Regions from separate parts of the Ovis aries genome. Here region 1 is linked to region 2. The links are chromatin contacts, called in public Hi-C maps. All regions are on one chromosome and are shown on one strand. Each heading gives the region's core, a stretch centred on a gene start, on an enhancer-like site or on the middle of the called end of the contact. The rest is flanking DNA. Distances are from core to core; before and after follow the strand shown.

The links. Hi-C and Micro-C count contacts between places; a contact is called where the count stands out from the background.
Region 1: a contact with region 2 is called in a Hi-C map of tail adipose tissue, with 5 times the contacts expected there. The contact joins the promoter of SRFBP1 here to the enhancer-like site in region 2. A contact is called at or near these places in 2 of 16 Hi-C or Micro-C datasets (skin fibroblasts and tail adipose tissue).

The regions. Positions count from the first base shown.
Region 1 is chr5:29,564,224-29,570,468 of ARS-UI_Ramb_v3.0, reverse strand. SRFBP1 (serum response factor binding protein 1) reads left to right here and starts at 2,412. Exons shown (of 8, transcript XM_004008682.6): 1 at 2,412-2,457. The coding sequence starts at 2,422. LOC132659875 (a long non-coding RNA gene) reads right to left here and starts at 2,217. Exons shown (of 3, transcript XR_009600832.1): 1 at 1-2,217.
Region 2 is chr5:29,371,931-29,377,724 of ARS-UI_Ramb_v3.0, reverse strand. All of the region lies in intron 2 of LOC101111962 (zinc finger protein 474), which reads left to right. Among named protein-coding and RNA genes, the nearest start is that of LOX, 95 kb to the left of the region's middle. Within about 2 kb of position 1,319, at least 5 of the 54 cell types and tissues checked have an H3K27ac peak or open chromatin away from gene starts, as enhancers often do. A contact at or near this core is called in tail adipose tissue, where this site is marked.

The DNA.
Region 1 (6,245 bases), core at 1,163-3,662, 190 kb before region 2:
TCACATAAAATTAGCCATGTGGTGCTTAGCCATGAAATTAAAAGGTGCTTACTCCTTGAAAGAAAAGTTATGATCAACCTAGACAGCATATTCAAAAGCAGAGACATTACTTTGCCGACAAAGGTCCATCTAGTCAAGGCTATGGTTTTTCCAGTAGTCATGTATGGATGTGAGAGTTGGACTATAAAGAAAGCTGAATGTCAAAGAATTGATGGTTTTGAACTGTGGTGTTGGAGAAGACTCTTGAGAGTCCCTTGGACTGCAAGGAGATCCAACCAGTCCATTCTAAAGGAAATCAGTCCTGAATGTTGACTGGAAGGACTGATGCTGAAGCTGAAACTCCAATACTTTGGCCACCTGCTGCAAAGAACTGACTCATTTGAAAAGACCCTGATGCTGGGAAAGATTGAGGGCAGGATAAGGGGACGACAGAGGATGAGATGGTTGGATGGCATCACCAACTCAATGGACATGAGTTTGAGTAAACCCCAGGTACTGGTGATAGACAGGGAGGCCTGCTGTACTGCAGTCCATGGGGTCACAAAAAGTCAGACACGACTGAGTGACTGAACTAAACTGAACTGATCACATAAAAGAACCAACAGTACATAAAAAATTTCAAAATAAAAGTAGAAAACTGTAAATAATAATTTTAAAGAATTATGGAATCATATTAAAAACACCTTTTTCCTGAATTAGAAGACAGATTTTCCATAAGCTCTATATTTATCTTTAAAACATCCTTTCCTATATATTTTATGACTAAAGTGCCTACTCCCAACTGGGGTGAAAAGCCCCTTCACTCCAGGAGATCAGTTTTGATAAGAAGAACTAGCTGAATAACAAGATAATTACAATTTCAGCATATGATTTATGAATACAAAAACTACCTTTATGCAACACTAGTCAAACAGGAAGTTGGGGTTAATCCACCTGTGCCCAAATCACACATTAAAGAATACCAATCCAAAGACAAGACTAAGTTGTAAACTGAATACAGACTCAGGAATCAAGAGCATAGACTCTACACAGCACCCTCTTTTGGGGCAGAAGCTCAGAAGTGGGCCTGGTTTAAATTTTCTTTCATTACAGTATTGAAATTCTTAATAAGTTTGCGAATTTGACTTTTGTTAAGTGAAATCCAGTGGGACAATGGAACATATGTCAAGAGCTTAGTCTCAGATCAGTGTAGTCTTTCCTATCACATACTCCCATTCGGATTCTCTGGCTTCCTACTTCCCAGACTCTGCCTAGCAATTGCTGCCATCTTGGTCCAGTACAGACACCCCTCCCTGGGGCCTCAAACATGAGTCCCAGGCACCTGTGAAGGTGGGCACTAGCCCCAAGGCATCCCGGTTGCTTGAAGGAGCACCTCATTAAACACCAAATAAAAAGCACATGACAGGTCAAAAGACACCACAGAAGAAAAGAAGAAACTTTCCCCCACTTTTTGAATTGGGGCAGGGGCAGGGGGGCAGGGAACGGGGTTGGGGAGTGGTGCCCTGCATTTTCATTTTGCCCTGGGCCCGTCAAATTATGTCACCAGCCCTGGGGTCCTGTAGCAGTGGTGGGCTCCAGCTGGGCAACTCTTGGTAAGACACTTGGCTCCTCAAAAGTTAGTTTCCAAATCTGTAAAATAAGAATAATAGTTCCTATCTCTTTAGATTTGAATATTTTAGAGATAATTCACGTAAAGCGTTTGTCCCAGCACTGGACCCCTTATAAAGCTCAATACTACCAGGTGTTAACTATTAATAATGTTATTTAATTCCGACTCACTCCTTGGTTCTCTGCATGCACATTATTCAAAACAGCCATTTTCATAAGCAGCAGCAACGGTACATCATGGTTTTGCTTATATGTTCTCTATATAAATTTAAACCTTTCAGTATGCAGAAAAATATGACCATGCTTGAGCTATACAGTGAGGACAGGGGAAAAGGTGAATCTAACAAAATGCTTGTCAAAAGCGCAGAAATCTTCACAAAAGCTAGGTAAAAATTCGGGGCAAAACTGGTCGCTCAAGTGATCCCTTCATAAAGGCTTTCATTCCCATTGAGACAAGAAAAACAAGGTCCTTACAAAGCTGAACCCATTTTGCAAAGGAATATAAGAAAATCAGCAACCTGAAAAACTTCTGAAGAAGGCAATAACTTGCAGAACACCCTCTCAGCCACCGGCCTGCCTGGTTTCCATAGGAACACGCAAATCCGGTACGGCGCACTCTACGCAGGAAGTTGTTCTTCGTCATTTCCGCTCCTCTCCTCAAAGTCAGTGCACCTTTTACTTACGCGTCTGCTTGAGCAGACGGCGGATGCATTTTGGGCCACTGAGGCCGCCGTTGGGGGCGTGACGACGCATCCGCTTTCCGGCAGCTACAGTTCACGTGCGGCAGCGGCGGATCTTCTGCTAAGAGCTGCCATGGCCGAGCCAGGGACCTTGAACCTCAATAATGAGGTGAGCACAGAGGTCTGGAAACGTGTGGGGCTGACTTTTAGGGGCCTCAGGACGGCTTTTCTGAGTGTTTTGGAAGGGTCTGGGACGAGGCGGGAAGTGCACCTAACAGCTCAGGCGAATTTTCTGGAACTCTGAGGACTGACAGCCGTAACTCCCCACCCCTACTCTTCCACCTCCTGGTTTCTAGGTGGCTGAAATGTCTTTGGCCGTCGGTTGTCTTGAATTTTTTTTCCATGGACCTTGGGAAGATCATTTAATTTCTCTATTCAGTAACCGTTTGTAAAACGAAGCTCGTGGTGGTACTTTCCTTTGAGAGGTTGAGAGCGGTGGCTTTCCCTAGGAAATTGTTCATCTTGAATGAGACCGTATCATTTATAAGGATGAATGCTTCTTCAGTACCTCATTTCTCCTTTCAGCTTTTGTTCCATTTCTCTGCTACCATCTGCAGCAAAATTTTAATACTTGGCTGCCCCCAAGTTTTCATCTCACCTCTCTTAAACCCAGTCTTTTCAGACATTTGCCCTCATCACCTCCACCCTTACAGGTTAATTTCACTAGCTTACCGTTTTTTGTCATTATCTCGTTTCTGGTTCTATTCAAGAAATTCAAAAGTCATCGAAGCATTGAAGTAGGCTGGAAAGCGGGGTCAGTTGAGAACTTTACAGCTCCAGCAAAGGAAGTTCTTCGTATATATTCAGTGGTTATGTGTCTGCTCTTTAGACGTACTTTCTGTTTTTAAGCAACCTGTATTCAGGTAGGAAAGGGTAATCAGCATCCATCAATGATACAGAATACTCACAGAAAAAAAAAAAGATAGTGCAGAAAAGTTTACAAAGAAAGCAAAATGAAATGAGTGATATTTGGTCTTGATCTTCAAAGATCTTACACAAGATTGCATTTAGTGATTCAGTGAAGGGGAAAGAAGGCATTCTAGCCAGAGGGACACTTAGGTGAAGAAATAATGTTTTTGGTGTAAAAAGAAAAAAAAAAAAAGGTAATATAAATATGGCAATGGTTGAGAAGTATGTTTTTATATAAAACATTAAATTCTCTAAAAGTATGGGGCAGGGAGTGGAAGTGGGAAACATCTTGAGTTATACAGGAGTAAAGAACACATTACTGACGAGAACTTGTGAGATGAAGTAGGAAATAAAGCTAGTGTATTACTGTCTTCAGTTTAGTCGTTCAGTCGTGTCAGACTCTGCAACCCCATGGACTGAAGCATGCCACGCTTCCCTGTCCATCACCAACTCCTGGAGTTGACTCAAATTCATGTCCATTGTGTCGGTGATGCCATCCAACCATCTCGTCCTCTGTCCTCACCTTCTACCACTTTCCGTCTTTCCCAGCATCAGGGTCTTTTCAGATGAATCAGTTCTTCACATTAGGTGGCCTAAGCATTTGGAGATTCAGCATAGCATCAGTCCTTCCAATGAATATTCAGGACTGATTTCCTTTAGGATGGACTAGTTGGACCTTGAAGTCCAAGGGTCTCAGAGTCTTCTCCAGCACCACAGTTCAAAAGCATCAATTCTTCGGTGATCAGCTGTCTTTATAGTCCAACTCTCACATCCATACATGACTACTGGAAAAACCATAGCTTTGACTAGGTGGACCTTTGTTGGCAATGTAATGTCTCTGCTTTTTAATATGCTGTCTAGCTTGGTCATAACTTTTCTTCCAAAGAGTAAGCGTCTTAATTTCATGGCTGCAGTCACCATCTGCAGTGATTTTGGAGCCCCCAAAATAAAGTCAGCCACTGTTGCCATTGTTTCCCCATCTATCTGTCATGAAGTGATGAGACCAGATGCCATGATCTTAGTTTTCTGAATGTTGAGCTTTAAGCCAACTTTTTCACTCTGCTCTTTCACTTTCATCAAAAGGCTCTTTAGTTCTTCACTTTCTGCCATAAGGGTGGTGTCATCTGCATATCCGAGGTTGTTGATATTTCTCCCAGCAATCTTGATAGAAGTTAAATAAGCAGGGTGACAATATACAGCCTTGACATACCCCTTTCCCTATTTCGAACCAGTTTGTTGTTCCATGTCCAGTTCTAACTGTTGCTTGCTGACCTCCAGATTTCTCAGGAGGCAGGTCAGGTGGTCCAATATTCCCCTTTCTTTAAGAATTTTCCACAGTTTGTTGTGATCCACACAGTCAAAGGCTTGGGTGTAGTCAATAAAGCAGAAGTAGATGTTTTTCTGGAACTCTCTTGCTTTTTCTGTGATCCAGCGGATGTTGGCAATTTGATCTCTGGTTCCTCGCCTAAATCCAGCTTGAACATCTGGATTCATGAACCATCAAGGTCATGGTTCATGTACTGTTGAAGCCCGGCTTGGAGAATTTTAAGCATTACTTTGCTAGCATGTGGGATGAGTGCAATTGTGCAGTAGTTTGAGCATTGCCTTTCTTTGGGATTGGAATGAAAACTGACCTTTTCCAGTCCTGTGGCCACTGCTGAGTTTTCTAAATTTGCTGGCCTATTTCGTGCAGCACTTTCATAGCTTTATCTTTTAGGATTTGAAATAGCTCAACTGGAATTCTATTACCTCCACTAGGTTTGTTCATAGTGAGGCTTCCTAAGACCCACGTTACTGTCAGGTTAATAAGTCTGGATTTCACTTGACAGTAGACAACAGGGTATATTGAAGAGAACTCTTGAAGGTATTTGGTGTATATTAATAGCCATATGTTAAGCTCATGCTAGTTACAGAAAGCATTTGGTGGTCTTTTTTCCCATTAGATTATAGGTGAGGTATAAAAGCCCATAATCAGAGTGATGTCCTTGGAAATTCACTGCAAATACTAGTGAGTTTCCCGTTCGATTTTGAAATTACTCTGAAGAGTGGTGACAGTCATTTACTCTACTCTTCACTTAGGGTTCTTTCTTTTCCCTTTTAGCTAGTTTCCAGCTCTCTTCAGAACAGTTAAAATTTGACCTTTAGGATGTTGTCACCAATTTCATCTCAGTATGAGCTAGGTGTCCATTCTTTATGCAACCAGGATGCTTCTATGCTGAAAGCATTTGTTTACCTGTTTCTCTCTTTTTGTGTGTGGGTCTATCGCCTGCACCATGTGTGATCTATGAATGTTTGCTGGATGATTGAATGAACTAATCAAATTAGGAAGTTTATACATCCCATTGGAGAAGGCAATGGCACCCCACTCCAGTACTCTTGCCTGGAAAATCCCATGGACAGAAGAGCCTGGTGGGCTGCAGTCCATGGGGTCGCTAAGAGTCGGACACAACTGAGCAACTTCACTTTCACTTTTCACTTTGATGCATTGGAGAAGGAAATGGCAACCCACTCCAGTGTTCTTGCCTGGAGAATACCAGGGACGGCAGAGCCTGGTGGGCTGCCACCTGTGGGGTCACACAGAGTCGGACACGACTGAAGCAACTTAGCAGCAGCAGCAGCATACATCCCATACTGAAGTCAATCTTATATGTTATAATATGAAAGTAGGGCAAAAAAGACAAAGTGGTGATGGTGGAAGAAAAGTGTTATAATTTAAAATTAATAGAATGACTACAAAGGGAAAAACATATTGCTTACATAAAAATTCAAAAACCCAGGGGGAATAAATAAGACAACCAGTTAGAAGAAAAATACAGTAGATATGACAGATAAATGGCTAATGTCATTACTATAAAATAGCTTAATGGAAACGAAGAGAAATAATCTCATAGGAAATCGGTTAAAAGAAATGAATTAACTTCTTTAAGGGAGAAATATATATATGAAAAAGAGTTCAAATTCACTGTCTTCTTTAATGTCTTTCCATTA
Region 2 (5,794 bases), core at 70-2,569:
TATCATTCCCATTCCAACTGCCAATATTTATTACTGGTTTATTTTAGTAGTCTACCTTAGGAATTCACTTTTGGCAACACTGGGTGATGGTGAGTTTATCGTTCTAAAATAGAATCTGTGTCAAAAACCCCAGATGACTTTAGCAGTAATTAAACACCGGAGCACTTGCAGAACTGAACATGCTCTACAGTGCAGCATGCTTTCTTTTAATGCTTACATGGCTATAGTCTATGGGGAAGTAACTCCTACTCAAACCGAGAGTCAACTAGGTGTGTTCATGGATCTGGGAAATACTCAGTTCCTGCTGCTGCTCTGGACCCCATGTTTGGGTCAGACACCAGGCTGTGACCCCTGATTTGGGCAGTTGTAAATAAGCATGACCCTAGGGGTCCCCAGCCTATATAGTGAAGTGTCACTGGGTCTTGACCTGAAATTTCATCATCAACCAGGATTGGGGAAGTTTGCTTTTGAGGATGGCTACCTGCAAGATAAGGGGAGGTCCATGTGCTCCATTCTGCCATGAAGCAAGGGAAGTGGCTGTCTTGCCACGTGTCACACTTTACAGAACATCAAATCATGAGAAATAGGAGGCTGTCAAGGTCTTTTCTCTATGACTTGCTGCTTGAAAGGCCCCACCTGTAGGGGTTCTTTAAGTGAACTATTTTCAGGAAACTAAGGTAACCCAAGCTATTGTAAACAGTTAAACCAGACTGATTGGGGGGTGGGAAGACATCCTTTATTTTTAATCCAGTTGTTCTTCATTACTTTTTTATTTTTTTATTGTATTACTTGGGCAAATGTCAGGTACTTTTTCCAAACTTCCATGTTTAAAATGAAATGATCTTTCACTTGCTGGCTTGGAAGATTCCAAAACAATGATCCTAAAGCCGAAGAGTCAGACTAATGGGCATATTTTCCGATGAACTTGAAGAAAGAACAGATAGTTTCTTTGCCGAATGAAAACCCAAACTCGTAAGTGTGGCATGGGCTTCAGGCTGGTCTCATAAACACGAACTGTTTTTCTCATCTTTTGGCTGTTGCTTTTCTTCCAAAACGTGTGGGGTCTGGATTCAGCAAGCAAAAGAATCCATGTCTTAGAGCCACAAATCAAGAGCTCCGGTTAGTGTTCTGACATTCAGCACTGTTTCCTGATTGTATGCATTTTCTTTAAATGTCCTCATTACAGAACTTGAGACAGGGATGAGCGTGGTCAGAATGCTCATGCTTGTTGTTGTAACACAGACTCTGTGCTCCCCAGAGTGGAGCCAGCAGGCTGAGCATAGCATGTTCTCACTCAGTCACAACTGCTAAAAGAGGCTGGCCTGGGCCCCCAGCTCCACAGGAGGACACCTCCTGACTCACTGAGTCATCTGGAGAGGAGACTGTCAGGACAGGAGGCCAGTGATGGCTGTCAGTGACTTTCACGTTTAGATCAGAGGGAGTCCGTCAAAACAAGGGCATCAGGAGGACACGACAGCTATGTCAGAGCACAGCCAACTCTGCTCCTAACCTGCAAGGCACATGTCAGTGAGAAACTGGCACCCACCACCGTCAGATGTGCCTTGGCCTGTTTGGGGACCACACAGGCTTTAGTGGAGGGCATAGTAAGGTCATCCAACCTAGGGTCCCTTCAGCTGCCAGATCTGGAGCAAGCTAGGGTTCATTAAAATGGAGAAAACTCCTAGGCTTCCAAGAGGAATAAGACCTCTTGAACCAACAGACTTTATTCCTTCCCTTGAAAAGACATTTGCCACTGCGTTGCACTTTCAGCAGAAAGCCTCTCCTGGGGAATGTAGTTTTCTGTTGTGGTTGTTATTGGACTCTGTTATTGCTGTTTTTCTTTTCTTTGTATTATGTAAGATTTAGATAGTGCAGTGAATCGTTCATTTCCATAAAGAAAACGCCCTGTGCATTATTGGATTTCAGAATTTCATCTGCCTGTGGCGGCCGACTTTTGGCTGACTGTGAGACACACGCGTGGTTTTTTCAGTTCAGATGTTTGCTTCCTTTTTCCTTATGCCAGTTAGAACAATTTCCCCCTAGAATCCTTGATCTGAATTCATGTTAGAATCAGCGATCTTGCCCAGTGTTTTCGGGGGGCTCAATCTCATAGTGAACTCAGGTAAGAAAAACATTTTCAGAATTATGACCACAGAACTTGGAAATAGTTCCCTGCAGTTGGGCAACAATGACTGTTTCGCTGGCAGAGTGAGTTACCCTCCGCTCAGAGTGTTCCTCCTGCGTAGACTGGCTCGGTTCTCTGATGACAAATGCTCCTGTTACCCTTCAGTCAAATCTAAACAAAGAAAACGCTGAGATCCCTAAGACAAACCCCCCAACCCAAGTCATCAATGTGCATTCTGCGCCAGCTCTGCTTTGCCTCTCACCACGGAATGGGTTTGAACTTGTCCCATTGCTTGTCATCCAAAATCTAAGACTGAATTCACTCTCTCTGATTTCACAGTGACATTGTGAGAGACACCGTGCAGTATGAAAGAGGAATGACATCCACAAAGCGGACTTTCATTTAAAAGGGTTTGCTCTGCTGTTATGTGGTATCAGAGCAGCATCGCACTCCCCCTTTTCCCTCTAGAAGAAGGAAAGCCTGAGCAAGCAATATCCAGTTTAGCAAGATTTTAAAAGTCATGTTACTTGCAGATGAAATTAGATGCATAATGTGGGAAACTAGAGATTATCAGTTTAAAGTTTAATTTGGAGCTTAATGTGATCCTTTGATTTCTATTTTAGCAAGCAGTGTCCTAAGTGGTGCTGGAAGTGCGAGAATGGAGAATATTGACCCCTATTTTAATATGAGTGAACACATTTTAATATTTGTCTTTAATATTTGGGGAAAAGTTTGCCCTTTTCCATAAGCTGATAGTGTTTCAGTCTTTGACTTAAGGCCTTTCTGGCTAACTGAAGCACAGATTGACAGTTAATTAAATATAACTACAAACCAGAATGAAGGCTTTGTTTAACTACCTTTTATTAGTTACATAACGCTTGGGGTTATTTTCTTAGTATTTTGATGATAACATGTGAAACACTGTTTCTAAAAATCTGATACTATGTTATAAAATAGGCATTCTTTTTCTTCAGGGAAATCTGTCTTTTTCTTTTTTTAACAAAGGTTTGTGTCTCTGAATGTAGTTTTAAGCTGTCCTTAGCATCCTAGAGGGCTGAGCTACAATCCCATCAGACACATCTCTAGCATCTGCTGCTGCCATCTGGTGTTTTCTTTTAGAGTAATGCCTTCTACACTCAAAAATATTATTTACTGCCTTTCTCTTTGTGTTACCGCCAAATATATTTGAGAATGTGCCCTTATAATACAAATTCCATTTATTTAGGACTACCGTTATGTCTTTGGTTTAATATCATCAGTGCTGTTCCATCGCTAAGTATCTCATTCTCCAAAGGCAAACCTCTTAGTTAGAAAGTGACAATCAGAGACTCAGAAAGACTCAGAAGGGCAGAGTGGATGGGTTCACGTCTTGGAACACTGTTAAGGTGTGTGTGTGTGTGTGTGTGTGTGTGTGTGTGTGTGTGTGTGGGTATGAAGTAAAAAGTGCTTGTGCTGTGTGCTTAGTTGCTCAGTAGTGTCCAACTCTTGGTGACCCCGTGGACTGTAGCCTGCCAGGTTCCTCTGTCCATGGAATTTTCCAGGCAAGAACACTGGAGTGGGTGCCAACTTCCCAACCCAGGTAAAAAGTGTTTGGAGCTTATTAGGAGGCCTGCGATACAGGGAGATGACCTGTACTGAATGCATCTATGGCCAGGGATTTATGTCCATGTCCTCATTTTAATCTTCATAATATTACTATAAGACAGATACATCTCCCTACTTTCCAGGTAGAAAAACTGAGGTTAAGCATCTAACCTAGAGTCACACAGAGGGTGTCAGAGCCAGATGTGTCTAACTCCAGAGACCCAAGGTGGCTCAGACGGTAAAGTGTCTGTCTACAATGCGGGAGACCCAGGTTCGAGCCCTGGGTTGGGAAGATCCCCTGGAGAGGGAAATGGCAATCCACTCCAGTACTATTGCCTAGAAGATCCCATGGACAGAGGAGCCTGGCAGGCTGCAGTCTATGGGGTCGCAAAGAGTCGGATACGACTGAGCAACTTCACTTCACTTCAAAGAGAGAAGCATACGTGTCATACAAAAAGGGTAGGGCTATGGTGCCAGGCTGAGTGTTAGTTAAGCAGGGTTAGGAGGACAAAAGTTTGTTCATTCAACAGATCATTCTTGTTAGACATTCTTGAGCTTCCATGGTGGCTCAGATGGTAAAGCACCTGCCTGCAATGTGAGAGACCTGGGTTTGATCCCTGGGTCAGGAAGATCCCCTGGAGAAGGCAATGACAATCCACTCTAGTACTCTTGCCTGGAAAATTCCATGGACAGAGGAGCCTGGCTACAGTCCATGGGGTCACAAAGAACTGGACATGACTGAGTGACTTCACTTACTTGCTTTGGACTAAGTACTAAATGTAGACTCATTAAAAAGACACAGTTCTTGATCTCATGGAGTTTTTAGCCCTATGGAGGAAATGATATGAAATTTAAATAAAAATAAATATAAAATTTCAAGTTGTAATGTGACAGTGTCTAATGGTGGGAGGTGGACATTCAGGTTCTTGGTTAGAGAAAACCTCTGGGAGGAAGTGACATTTCAGCTGAGACATGGAAGGTGTGAAAACATTAGCCAAGAGGATGTCAGGGGAATGGAAGCACAGGAGGAGGAGACATTCTGTGTGAAGGCCTTGCGGTAAGAAAGATCTTAAAATGGAACTGAAAAATCCACAAGTAGAGTCAAATGAAGGAAGGGGCAGGCACACATGGTAAAGCTGTGGAAACAGCACAGCTGCCCAGTGGACATAGGGACACCCTATTTGGCTGTTGCAGGAATCCAGGTGAAAGTGGATGATAGCCTAGCCTAGGGTGTTGGTATCAGAGATAGGAAAAAAGGGACAGTGGGCAGAACCTGGTAATAGTTGGGATGTGGAGGAGTAAGGAAGAGGGTTGAGGATGACTCCCAGATTTCTAAATTGAGCAACTGTACCAGTTGTTTCACTTTCTAAGATGGGAAAACCTTGAGAAACAGATAGGCTGTTGTGATGAAGACCAATTTTTCCATTCTGGACATGACTGAGTTCACAACGCTTGTGAGACACTTTAAGTAGGTCTGAAAGAATGGTGAAAGTTCTAGAGTGGGCGGGATTGGGTAAGCACAGAGCATAATGTGTAACCAGTGAGGGGTAGAAAGACAGTTTTATTTGTGATGAATGTATATGTCTTAAGTTATTAAACACACAACTAACAGACATTGATAGAGGAAGATTTGAGCCACGATAATATCTTAAGACAGTGCAAGGAGATAGAGATCTATTTATACTATATCTCTATCATTCATTGAAAATCATTCTTTGTTATGGCCATTTGTAACTATAAGACTTTATTATTTTCTTCCCAAATAAAAAATAAAATTTCTGGCAAAAAAAAAATGCTTGTGAGACATCTAACTAGATAAGTCAGGCTGAATATATAAGTTTGAATCTCAAAAGAGGAAGTGGGCTGGGATATATATTTGTGCATTGTTAATATATATTTAAAGTCATCAGAATGAGTGTAGGACTTGAAAAATCAGCCCAGGACTGACCCTGAAGCATTACAGTATTTAGAGGTTAGAGAAGAAGGAGTTGGAGAATGACTGACTGGAAATGCTGGATAAATGACTTGAGAGTTTGGTGCCCTGAGCACTGTGACAGGAGAAAATGTGGAGAATAAGGGTGTGGG